2 separate regions of the Danio rerio genome follow, and region 1 is linked to region 2. Evidence: chromatin contacts called from public HiCAR-type data. All regions are on one chromosome and are shown on one strand. The core of a region is the stretch at or near the end of the contact, and the rest is flanking DNA. Distances in the headings are between cores, read along the strand shown.

Evidence for each region. HiCAR-type assays count read pairs that join an accessible place to other places.
Region 1: a contact with region 2 is called in a HiCAR-type map of caudal fin, with 8 times the contacts expected there. The contact joins two enhancer-like sites. A contact is called at or near these places in 10 of 18 Hi-C or Micro-C datasets (caudal fin, embryo, fibroblasts and 3 more) and 3 of 4 datasets of contacts at active chromatin or transcription factors (caudal fin, embryo and gastrula embryo).

What each region holds. Positions count from the first base shown.
Region 1 is chr19:15,569,894-15,576,001 of GRCz12tu, forward strand. arid1ab (AT-rich interactive domain 1Ab) reads left to right here. Exons shown (of 20, transcript XM_021468300.2): 12 at 1,468-1,672; 13 at 4,243-4,375; 14 at 4,485-4,657; 15 at 4,997-5,138; 16 at 5,323-5,433; 17 at 5,601-5,697; 18 at 5,778-6,108. Among named protein-coding and RNA genes, the nearest start is that of zdhhc18b, 25 kb to the right of the region's middle. Within about 2 kb of position 3,433, at least 13 of the 62 cell types and tissues checked have an H3K27ac peak or open chromatin away from gene starts, as enhancers often do. A contact at or near this core is called in caudal fin, where this site is marked.
Region 2 is chr19:15,415,939-15,422,419 of GRCz12tu, forward strand. No RefSeq gene overlaps it. Among named protein-coding and RNA genes, the nearest start is that of arid1ab, 75 kb to the right of the region's middle. Within about 2 kb of position 3,818, at least 60 of the 62 cell types and tissues checked have an H3K27ac peak or open chromatin away from gene starts, as enhancers often do. A contact at or near this core is called in caudal fin, where this site is marked.

The sequences.
Region 1 (6,108 bases), core at 2,183-4,682, 150 kb after region 2:
CACACTTGCACCTTAGAACTGCTGTCAAGTTTATTTCTATTAAAGAGATACTTGTGGATCCTGACATGAGTGTGTCTGTAAAGCAAGTTTTTTTTTCACGGCGTGTATCATGCATCAGCTGTGATAGTGCAATGTGCACTTTATTATGCGCATATAGACTGTTACTACGCATTTTTCAGTGTCAGCGTCATCGGTGAACATCGCTGACAGTTTAAGAGCCAATCGCAGCTCATTCTGTTGAGCGTGTGAACACAATAACCAATTATAGGGATGTAAGAACACGCTTGACAGCTCTTAAAAAGCAAGCAGAATAAAAATTCAGTTAGTTTTTTTGCTATAAATGCTTGTTGTCTTCTGTGATTTGTGTTTGTTTTGAAACATTTCAATTTTTTTTGAGCAGGTAAAATTAAAGGTACAGTTCATATATTACAAATAATTTACTATATAAATATTTACAAATTTTTAAATCAAGAATTCTTGTGTTGTGAAGAAAAAAACATAATTGTGTATGGAAAGCATCATCAATGCTCCGTGAAGCACCGAGATAACGAATTGAATCGAATCGATGACATCATAACCGAACCGTGAGACCAGTGTAGGGGTTGCTGCTAGGTTGCATACGCTTGTGGCCAGAAGTTAACGAGAATTATTTAATTAATTTCCCATTTATTGTATTTTATTAACACCTAACCCCCAACCCTAAACCCAACCATAAAAGTAATGTAAAAACAGTAGTTATAGCGAGTATTATTTATGCTGCCTATTCAAGTACCCAATAAATGTTATTTTTTAACACCTACCCCCACCCCAACCCTAAACCCAACAGTCACAGTACTTTAAAAATAATAATTATTGTTATACAGTGTCATTAAAAAAAAGCAACTATAATTGATGTAGAGTACTTTAATGGGCATTTTTCGTAGGGTACCACCAGGAAGAATCTTAAATTATCAAAAATTTAACAGAAAAATCATATTTAACTTTAAATATGTTTTTGTGTGAATTTTATTCATTTCTATCCTATATGTTTGTCTAAATAACTTTTTATTGTAGTACGAATTTGTTTTTATCTTGTATTATTTTGTGTATATCCATTTTATATTCAAATATCCATTTTGCCATAAGCTGCTGATGTGGCAATAAATAAATAATAATAAATAAACCATAATGTGCATATTGCACTTTCAGCCGGCCACATATCCGATATAGACTTTACCCACTGTAGGTTCTCACCCCTAGCAACTAGTGTTACTAATAATGTGGGTTTCTGAATTCTACAAACCCTCTTTAATGCGTGAATAAGACCAAGAACTGCAAGAGTTTTTAAGGTCTTTTTAATACATATTTCCTTTCATCACAAAACCAGTGCTTATTTTAGCTTCTGGTCGATACGTACAGTATATGAGTTCACTAAAGGTCTTCTCGGCCTACCTCAGTCATTAAATTCTATCTGTGTGCTGTTTTCAGGTGAACAAGAACAAGAAGTGGAGGGAATTAGCCACAAATCTGAATGTGGGCACATCCAGTAGTGCGGCCAGCTCTCTGAAGAAACAGTACATCCAGTGTCTCTATGCCTTTGAGTGCAAGATCGAGCGAGGAGAAGACCCGCCACCTGACTTTTTCAATAATGACCCTAAAAAGAACCAGGCCAAGGTCCAGCCTCCGTCACCAGGTCAGTTCAGACAATTTCACATGTTTGATCTCAATGCCTTGATGCTAGTGTGAATCCAATGGCATTATCTTAAAAATCCTCTTCCCAGAGTTGTAGATTAAACATCAATTATATTTTAAATAGATTTGGCACTTTGATTTATTATTTTTTTCTTATAAAGTTCGATAAACAGGGGTATGCAGAATGCAGGGAAGTAGAGATGAATGTGAAGTAATAGTTGTGTTTTTTTCGCAGATGCAGGTCTATCCAGACTTAATCAGACTTGAAAGATGATAACTGCTTAGGCATAAAACCTTTCCCGATGGCCTGATAATGCACCTATAAATGTCTAGATTAATGTGATTGTAAACGCCAATCTTTATAGTGTTCATGTCTTGTTTTAATGGAATTCTGCTTTGATGTGGTTTAGTACAGCCGGTAATGTTTGTACGCCAACGTTTGATGTTCATTTCTCGTGTCGTTTATAGTGATTTACAATACTGCCAGGTACAGTACAACTCTGTGCCCTCAATTGTGGTGATATGGCTTACTTATTCCCTTCTAAGCTGTTGTGTTGACAAATTTGACTGCCAATACCAACAAGGTTGTGCTATGTCATTTGTTTTGCTTTTTTGGCCATTGTTGATTTCTACTAGTGTCTGGTTGTGTTTAGTAAAATAAGTGTTTTATAAGGTTTGCATTTTTAAAACCCTTTCAAACTGCTCAGCATAAATTATTGCAGCTTTTACAATAACTGTTGTGACTTTAGACTGTTACTTTTGCTGTAGCCTATTTAAGTTGTGTGTGCAAAATATATGCAGGCCTCTGTTTTTGGTCTTTGGCCTTCTGAAATTACTTTGGTCTGGAATATTGATAATTTTAATCAGTTGTAAGAGAGTTGTTTTAAATGGCTGCAAATAGTCATTTTCATCATCTTGACTAAAGTAAATAATGAGATGAGTCCTTTAAATGTCTCTGTAATTCTCAGTGGATTGTTCTGTTTTTATTATGGTGTTTCAGCTAAAAATATCTCAGTGGTTATTACCCAGCCACATAAATATCTGTTTTAAAATGATGAACCAGCCAGATGAACCTGTGTACTGGATATGCATCCAGAGTGTCTTTACTGTAGCAAACACTGCATTTGTCTGCAACAATGGCAGATTATCCAGCTTATTGTACAAACTGGCAAAAAGCCTGGGTGTTAAATACACTTGAGGAGGTCATTGTGTTCGGTTGTGCTCCATTTGTTTTTTGTTTTTTTTTAATCCAAAAACAGCCCTCATGTAAAAGACTGAGCGCCAGAGAGTAAATTCAGTTGACAGTGACTGAGATTACAAGAGAAATGGGGCAAGTTAAAGGGGGATCCCCTGTGATGTAGAGCATGTCTGCTTGGCACCGGGTCAGGTGCTCCAGGCTGACTGTGTTTTTTTCCCTGCTCTAGACTGTTTCTTCCTGGCCTTAGGATTCAGAGGCAAACCCCTGGAGGGCTGAACTAAGCCAAAAAAAGATGAATGGGAGAAAAAAAAAATCCAAGGGGGTGGTGATATGTAAAGTCAAGCTGGGCTTTTCTTCCTCATCGTTTTTTTTTCTCCCTTTTTCCCACCCTCCCCCTTCTCTTTATCTGCGTTCAAGGGATATCCTTGCCCAGAGGAGGGAGGCTGAGGTATTGTGCCGAGTGTGTGTGTTAAAGAGCATGTGTGAAGTGCTAGATACGGATACGTCTGACCTGCCGGTGACCCTAGTCTGTGTACGAGTTAATGAATGGAAGCATGAGTCATTCGACAGGCGTGCCAGTAGTAATCGTCCTCTAGCTGGCCGCAAGATGAGCCACAACATGTGGCATGCAAACATGCCGTTCATCCACACACACATTTGTGCGTCACTCTCCTCATCATTCCCTTGGTTCTGACATTTACACACACCCACTATTGCATCATGTTTACTTAAACATGCTGATCATCTTGGTAGGGATGAGCAAAAGCAGTCAGGGATGAGTCCAGTCAAAAAAAGTCCAGCAATATATTTGTTAGATGTTATTTCATGATTTGACTTGAGTACTCAAGGAGTCGAGCTGAACACTTTTAAAGCATTTAGCCTTCTTCAAAACATGACTAAGCACTCAGCTGTCTGGTAAGTGTGTTGTTAGCTGCTAGTTGTGTGGTAGTATTAGGGAGACTCTGTCATGCTGGGTTATGGAGCCTCAAATCTAAGGATGCTACTTTCTGAGCACTTAGCTAGCAGAGCACCACTTCCTGTGTCACCGGTGGGGGAAAGTCCTCAAATGAGATTAAGCGGCATGAAAAGCAGCATGATTTCGGGCTGGGGAAGGTTGCCAAATGAGCCAAGCTCAGCGATTTCCTCGAAAGTGTGTCACTGTTTGTTGGCAATGCTGTCTGTCCACACTGACAGTGAAAGTGCTGCTGAAGTGACAGTCGCAGCGAGTCAGAACATATAATTGATGTTTAAATTATAGCCATGTGGATTGGGGATATTTGGTTTTCTGGCTTGTGGTTCTTGTTAAAGCATAAAGTAAAAATGGCTACATTCACTTTAGCTGACTGTCAATATGCTTTTTTTTTTCTCTCCAGCTGGATCAGGATCGTTACAGGGTCCTCAGACGCCTCAGTCAACCAGCAGTTCTATGGCTGAAGGTGGAGACCTGAAGCCCCCTACACCTGCCTCAACACCTCACAGTCAGATGCCACCCATGCCTGGTGCTAGGTGTGTGTGACAGTGTTCTCCCTTTCTGTATTTGGACAAGACCTTCAGAATGAATTTCAAGGTTCATAGTCTCACAAGTAACCTCACCTTCCTTATCGTTCTCGCGCAGGAGTAGTGTGAATCTGCAAGACCCGTTCGCTGATGGTGGGGATCCAGCCTTTTCAAGACGTAACTCTGTGACCCCAAATTCAGGATATCAACCTGGTATGGGTGGACCAGACATGATGGGCCGTATGGGACCTTTTGAGCCAAATAAGGACCCCTTCGGTGGTATGAGAAAAGGTATCTATTTTGGTCAAATTCTTACAGTGTAATTTTAAGCATCTCTTTTGTGAATTATATGTTTGAGGTCTTCGTACATATAGGGAGTTATCCTTTGCCATTATCATGATTTCTTAAAGTAGTGTTAAAGTAGTGTTATGTGGATTTTTATGGAAAAAATAATTGAATAGTCTAACAAAAACAAAAATATTAAACTTTATTTTAAAAATTATTTACCACTTAAATTTATAACTGCACATTTTATCATCTAGTAAATATCTTTTCAGGATACGAATAATAAATTGTACATATTTTAGTATTTAAAAGAGGACATTCAGTGAACTCTGCTTTTATTTTCAGCGGGTGAGCAGTTTATGAACCCAGGTCAAGGCCCAAATAGTGGCATGGGTGAACAATATAATCGAGCATCCCAAGGTCCAATGGGGAATATGCAGATGGGTCAAAGACAACAGTATCCATATGGTCCAGGATACGACAGAAGGTGAGAGCATTTATTCCAATCATTTACCTTTTAAATTGAGTTCAGCTGGCAGTATAGTGAGTTTTTTTTCTTCAGAAATCTGATGAAGGTTATAGCTTTTTCACCATGTTTTTTATTATTTTTTTTATCTAAGGAATATCTTCAACTCCCATTTTTTTCACATACTCAATTTCTTAATTTACAGACCAGATTCAAGTATGGGCCCAGATGGAAATATGGGTCCACAACCCAACATGATGCCTTCCGGTGCAGATGCAGGGATGTACTCACCTAACCGGCCTCCACAGCAGCAGAGGTTAGCACTTAATTAAAATAAACAGATGTTGTATAGAAAGCTTAATTAAAAGACTTGTTTATAATGTTAATGTGCTGCAATAGTGTGCATCTTCACAAATGCTAATTTCTGTTGTTTGCTATTCACAATTACACAACAGTTTTTTTTGTGCCTTTCAAAACTTTTAGGCATGATTCTTACAGTAATCAATATGCTGGCCAAGGAGCACCCCCTAGTGGACCATACCCAAATCAGCAGTCAGGAATGTATCCACAACAACAACCGGTCAGTGCAACACATTTTTTTTAACTTTTTTGTACTGTAAACAGGTGTCTTTACTAAAATCTAAACTTTCACATATACAGAATTACACACAGAAGAGACCGGTTGATGGTGTTTACGGTCCTCCTGCAAAACGTCATGAAGGGGACATGTACCCTTTCAGTGGTCAGCAGCAGGGTCCCCAGGCCCCAGGTGCACCTCAGTCCCAATCAGATATGTATAACCAGTATAACACCTATCCAGGCTCAGAAAGACGCCCACCAGGCCCACAGAGCCAATTTCCTTTTGGCTTTGGACGAGATAGAGGACCTAATGTTGGTGGTCCAAACTCTCAGCCTTCCATGCCACCGCAGATGATGGGTAGCTCCATGAGTGGCACTATGCCTTCGGTTCCTGATGGACCCCAAGGACCCA
Region 2 (6,481 bases), core at 2,568-5,067:
TAATTCTGCATCCAATAATATGATTTTTGAAATGGCTTAACATAAAAGGGGAAAAACTACTGCATGCAACATCCATGCACAAAAAAGAGCGGGTTTTTATTGACGCAATATTTGGGCCAATATGAACAAACCAGTTGGGGCAAAAATGGTCATTTTAATATAGTTTAAACAATTTAATCAATGTTGGGTTTATCTGTCACGATGACCAGGAATCTAGCTCTTGTAGATCAGTGGAAACTTACTATCACCCAAACTACAATTCTGCCACAGAAATGCACTACATTTCCCATCAGTAACCTCACTCACACACCAGTTCCAGATCACCCCTGATTATACACACTGTTGGAAGCTCATCATGGACTGATATCCTGGACTGTTTATACACCACACTTGCACACACACAGGGCTGAGTCTTCTGTAATGGATGGATGCTGACAACGGAGTTGAGGATCCACACGCAGTTTATTAATAAGAGTGGTCAAGCAGGCAAAGGTTTACCTTTAGCATTACGAAGCGTTAATCCTGTCTAGTCTTTATGTGCTTTGATCCTTGCCTTGTTTTCTCGTTATTGATTCTTTGCCGCTTGTACTGACCATTCCCCAGTTTTTGACTACAATCTTGGATTACCTTTATGCTCTTGATTGCTACCAGTTTGACCATTGCCTACATGAATACTCTTATTAATAAACTGCGCATGGATCCTCAACTCTGTTGTCAGCATCCATCCATTACATCATTCACATTTGACCCACAACTGATTTTAACAAACCCACCGTTTGATTGTGATATTGTTTAATGGAGAAATCATCATTTTACAATGTTTTATAAGCATTTCCATAATAAACTTAGAAAAGTTTTCTGCAACTCTGAAATGGAATGGGTTTTAGTGTGTGCGAATGGAGCAGGAGAAAATAACTTCATTCAATTTTGCTTGTTTTATCATCAGAGGTGTTGATCAATTATAGGCCAGCTAGAGTAAAAAAGTAGCTAAAATGCAAAATGGTAAAAAACACAAGATGTAAATTGAGTAGAGTATGGACCATATATATTTTAAAATGTAACAATAGCAGGCTTAAACAAACTTCAAAACCTCCAAACCTCTACAACATTATTTCAATGCATAATTTCAGAGTCAGACAGTAGTATACAGTAGTGGTGGTTCTTGCCTTTGCGAACATCTCTAAAAACTATAAAAGACCCAATGCAAAATCTTTAAATCTGCCCTCTTTGCATTGGTTTTTTGGATTGTGAGGTAAACCCTGCTAACATGACATATACACAAAGGGATTAGTCTTGTATGACCTGATTTACACCACAGATGCACCAGCCTGCTTTCCCTTTGTCTGGTTAGTGTTTTTGTTTGAGGGTATAAAGCAGGGGAGATCTTCAGCATTTGTACCTTTTGACAAAGGAAACGTAAAATATGCCAAATGTCTTCTCATTACACACCAAATATGCTATACTCCAAAAAGACAATAATACAAGGCCGGGTTATAAGATCACCCAGACCAAAGATGGGCTCCAGGAAGTACACCGTTTTACCCAAGACATCAATCTAGCTCTGAATTCCAGGATTATGTGAAATTAATTCAGTTTTAGCGGGCTGTGGAACAGATGGCTGTTTCATTCAGGACTCAGGCTGGTTTTGTTGCCTGGCAATCTCTTCCCAAACCAAATCAGAGACCGTAAACTGTCACTTAGGGCCGCTGGAATCTCATTTCCCCCCACAACTCCAGCCATGAAATCGTCGGTCTCTACTCACATGGAGCTGCCACTGCTGCCCCCTGTTAAGATCGCTATGCAAAACAGCAAAGGCCTTTGGATTAATTGACATTTCATGAAATTATTCAGAGCAACTCCCTTTTAAGATATGGCGAGACTGAGGGGAAGATATATCGCTCACTTTCCATTCTGGACCTTTAAATCCTAACGCATAGAGTTAATAAATGTCATAGAGAAAAGTTTTGAAGGAAAGTGTTTTGAAAATCTGATTGAGGTCAGTGAAGGATCGTTCCATTGATAAATGCAATCGCCATTCTTTATTGTATATAAAAGTGTAGCTCATAGACATAGGGTTCAATAAAAGAAAAGTTCACTGAAAAAGAAAATATCTGAAAGTTATTCCAGACTAGTCATTCAGTGGAGGACAAAAGGAGAATTGTAAAAGTTCTTACACATTTCTATAAATTGAACGTATCAAAAAGGACAAAAACGCACCTAAACTAGTACAGAGAGGACACACCAAAGATGATAACTATAATGCCAATATCTATGATGTTTTTCAAATTAATCTAAATGTTTGAGAATATACGGAAATACACATCTATAGAGGATGGATATGGTTGAAATCACTTTCAAACAATTTTTTCAAGCAGGTGAATGATAAAACCCATACATTTCAGTTAGAATCACACAGTTAGCAAACACTTGGAATAACAATGTTATTGTCTGTTGTTGTGGATTATAGTTCTTAGTGAGAACAGGCCTTGTGTTTATTTACCTATTTAATATGTGGAATAGAGAAATGGCTCATTCAAAAACACATTCCGACTAGGTAATGTAACTAAATTTAAACTTTAAACATATGTTCTATAGTACGAATATGATTTAAATTCGGACATATTCCACCATCTTGTCATTACCACATCACCTACCCGAATAGGTTTCCTTGCTTTACTTTCATTTGTAAATTCTTTCCCATGGCTTGGTGTCCATTGGATGTAGTCTTCAGGATCTCCCCAGAAGTACGTCTTGCATACTGTTTTAGAGCGCAGTGCCTAGTGTACAATTTAAGAGTTAAAGTTTGTCTATTTAAAAGACTTTTTGTCCTCCATAACAAAAATAAATAGCTTATTTGTTTTGAATAACATAAGAGTAGGAATGTGTGGGATTCAATAATAGAATATATCACAGTAATGAACATAGTGTTAACATGGGGCTACAAAAATATTATGAATTATTAGTCTCCGAATTTTTTATCTTACATTTGTCCATCTATTCATCATGTTTTTGATAGTGAGATGACAAAGTGGTTAACGTAATGGCAACTATTATGCCATGAAATGTTGACACCAAGTAATAATAGAAGGTATTTTGTTATTATTAAGTGAACTATAATTATTCTATAACATAATACAATTTTAGTAAAAGGCCTGCTACCTTCAGGAAAAAGCACTGTCATCATGGTATCAGAGAGTAAACCACAGTAGGATACTGTATGATTTTTACCATACTTACCCCTATTTTACATTGTACTCCAAGATTCAACGAGTAATGCCATGCCATATGATAAACAATCGTGATAATTTTTGTTAAAATTAATTGCTTAATTTTTTTTTTTACTTTCTGTTAAATTGTAGTATAAATGTTATTTAAAATGTACAATTCAAAACAACAGCCTCCATTCTGTACACAGCAACCCAACTCTAATGTGTATAGAGGCACACTTTCTATCATCAGCTCTGCTTCAGCTGCATTTCTCTTGTGCTTCAGCCTGCTTTAGTTAAGGCGGGAGTTTACAGGAACAGCAGGCAGGCCCGGCCACATCACGCGCGGAGCAACACAGGAATGCATTGTATGTGTAAGAGACAGGGCAGATGAGCGAAATAGTGCCTAAGTTAATTAAAATTCTTTCTCTCTTGAATGTCTCAAAAGTACCCAACGGTCCATTAAAATCAAGTCACGCATTATGTTATGAAAAGATTCTCTCAAATGTACTGACCGAACGTCGATTCGCTTTACTGCAGTAAAAAAGCCTCACTGTCACAACATACACACAAGTGAGCCGCGGAGGAACCCCGAAGGTTGTCAGTGCGCGCTACGGCTCTGAAAGCACACACAGTAAATTGAAGAGAGGATCACAGCAAAAACCCGGACTGGAGTTTGATGTTATCAAGTAACAAAAACAAATAATAATGTTGTCTGACACTAGATTATGAATCATATTGTGGTTCTTAAAGTAGTGAAAGAGCATAGTGGAGGATATACATTGTTATTTTTATTTTTTGTTCCACTGCAGACACGTACATGGTCTTTAAGCGTGCCCAGTCCGCGCTGTAGGCTCTAGTCTCTGGGGAGCAGGATTCTCTGTACTCTGACCTCTAGATACATTGATAGTTCTGTTAATGCAACGGGAATATGCGTGAGCGCGCACCACGCGCACTCATGCATTAGACGAGTTTGGAAGTTTATTAGCTGAAATGGGGCACACAGTTCCAAGATGTTTAATCTTGATTCTACTCATACATGTATCTAATGTGGTTTTATTAATCAATATTTTATTTGTACTGAGAATTATAAAAGCAGATGAATATATATATATATATATATATATATATATATATATATATATATATATATATATATATATATATATATATATATATATATATACATACACACACACGCACACGCACACGCACACACACACACACACACACACACACACACACACACACACACACACGCATTTACATTCTTTGCTATAATTATAAAGGAATGCCATCAATAGTTTGCAGAATAAAACTGTTTACTCAATCACATAAATCCTCTTTTCTCATTGCTTATATATTATATTATATCATATTATTCCATTTCTTTATTTAAACAGTTATAATTACTATATGAACATTAGGAAAATGTAGGAGATTTCAGTGCAATTAAACTTATTTTACAGCAATAAAAATTAACATTAGTTTGATTAACAACTGACAAAATCCTCATAAACACCATTCTGCTTGTTATTTTTTTCCACATACAAAATAAATAATGTAGCCTATATCATAGTGTTGGGTTAAAGAATTATTAAAACAAAGAAAATGAAAAAAAAACTATCATAATTATAATTGGGTGACACAGTGGCGCAGTAGGTAGTGCTGTCGTCTCACAGCAAAAAGGTCGCTGGTTTGATCCTCGGCTCAGTTGGCGTCTCTGTGTGGAGTTTGCATGTTCTCCATGCATTCGTGTGGGTTTCCTCCGGGTGCTCCGGTTTCCCCCACAGTCCATAGACATGCGATACAGGTGAGTTGAGTAAACTAAACTGTCCGTAGTGTATGTGTGTGAATGTGTGTGTGGATGTTTCCCAGAGATGGGTTGCGGCTGGAAGGGGATCTGCTGCGTAAAAATGTGCTGGATAAGTTGGTGGTTCTTTCCGCTGTGGCGACCCCAGATTAATAAAGGGACTAAGCCGACAAGAAAATGAATGAATGAATGATCCTAATTAATTTCATACAATGGCATCACTGAATGCTCTTTTCATTCCAATAGACTGGTGTAAAGACCTGTGAGGAACCCCTGTCTGGTTTTGGCATCCAGGCACTCTAGTCAGGGGTTCCTCACATTCATTTCTGTCATTCGATTCAAGTATTTGGGATTCCCGGCCAAATCTTTCTCCTTCCTGTTGATTAGCTCCTGCTATTCTGGCTCCAGGAGCGTCTGCCAGTAACATGCCTTTCTGGCACAGGAGGTCTGTGAAGCAGCTCCTAAGAAACGCCTGATCATGTGGAATGCGACGGGAATTCAATCAAACATTTGGGTGCCTCTGAACACTGTGGCACCATGTCACCTCTTACTTTATGCAGTAAAATAAAGAATTCCCTTTATATGTTGTGACGATATTTGGGCCTTTTCTCGTAAGCTGCATGCTGGCAAAATGAGATTTCATTCCTTGCATTACATTTTCACACAGCTATTTTAGGTTTGTTCTGAAATTCATTCTTTGAGTTGCGATTTACTCACTTCAACAAAAAATGTAAAACCGTTGAAGCATTTTAGATATTCCTTTACTTGACAGCAGTTTAAACTACAAACTTTTGCAGACAGTTTTCAAAATAAGACACAAAAAGATGTCAAAAAAGTGTCTCTCAAATGCATTCAGAAACGGTTTATCTCAGATGCACGCATACTATACAGTATGTTCAAACTATATAGCTAATCTACTATAACCATATAACTAGTTTACATGCAAACACTGTATGTGTATAGATGAATATTGTTTTATTTTTGTGACATTGCCACCTACTGGCCTGGTGTATATATTAAAGTCCCTTTGTCATTTTTACAGATCTATAGGCAGTTTTTTTTATATTATTCTGACATAGAAAATAATTTTTTTTATTTTCGTAAAACATTCAAACTTTTAGCTGTATTGCTGTATGTTCTCTCCGTGTTTGCGTGGGTTTCCTCTGGGTGCTCCATGTTTTCCCAACTGTCTAAAGACATGTGGTAAAAGTGAATTGTCCGTAGTGAATGAGTGTGCATGGATGTTTCCCCGTGATGGGTTGCGGCTGGAAGGACATCCGCTGTGTAAAACATATGCTGATAAGTTGGTGGTTCATTCCACTGTGGTGACCCCAGATTAATAAAGTAACTAAGCCAAAAAGAAAATGAATGAATGAAATGTAGTATTTTACTCGATCATCTTCACAGATATAAGCTGAAAAGAAGTGGTTCGCCCCAAAATGAAAGATCTAGTATCATTTAC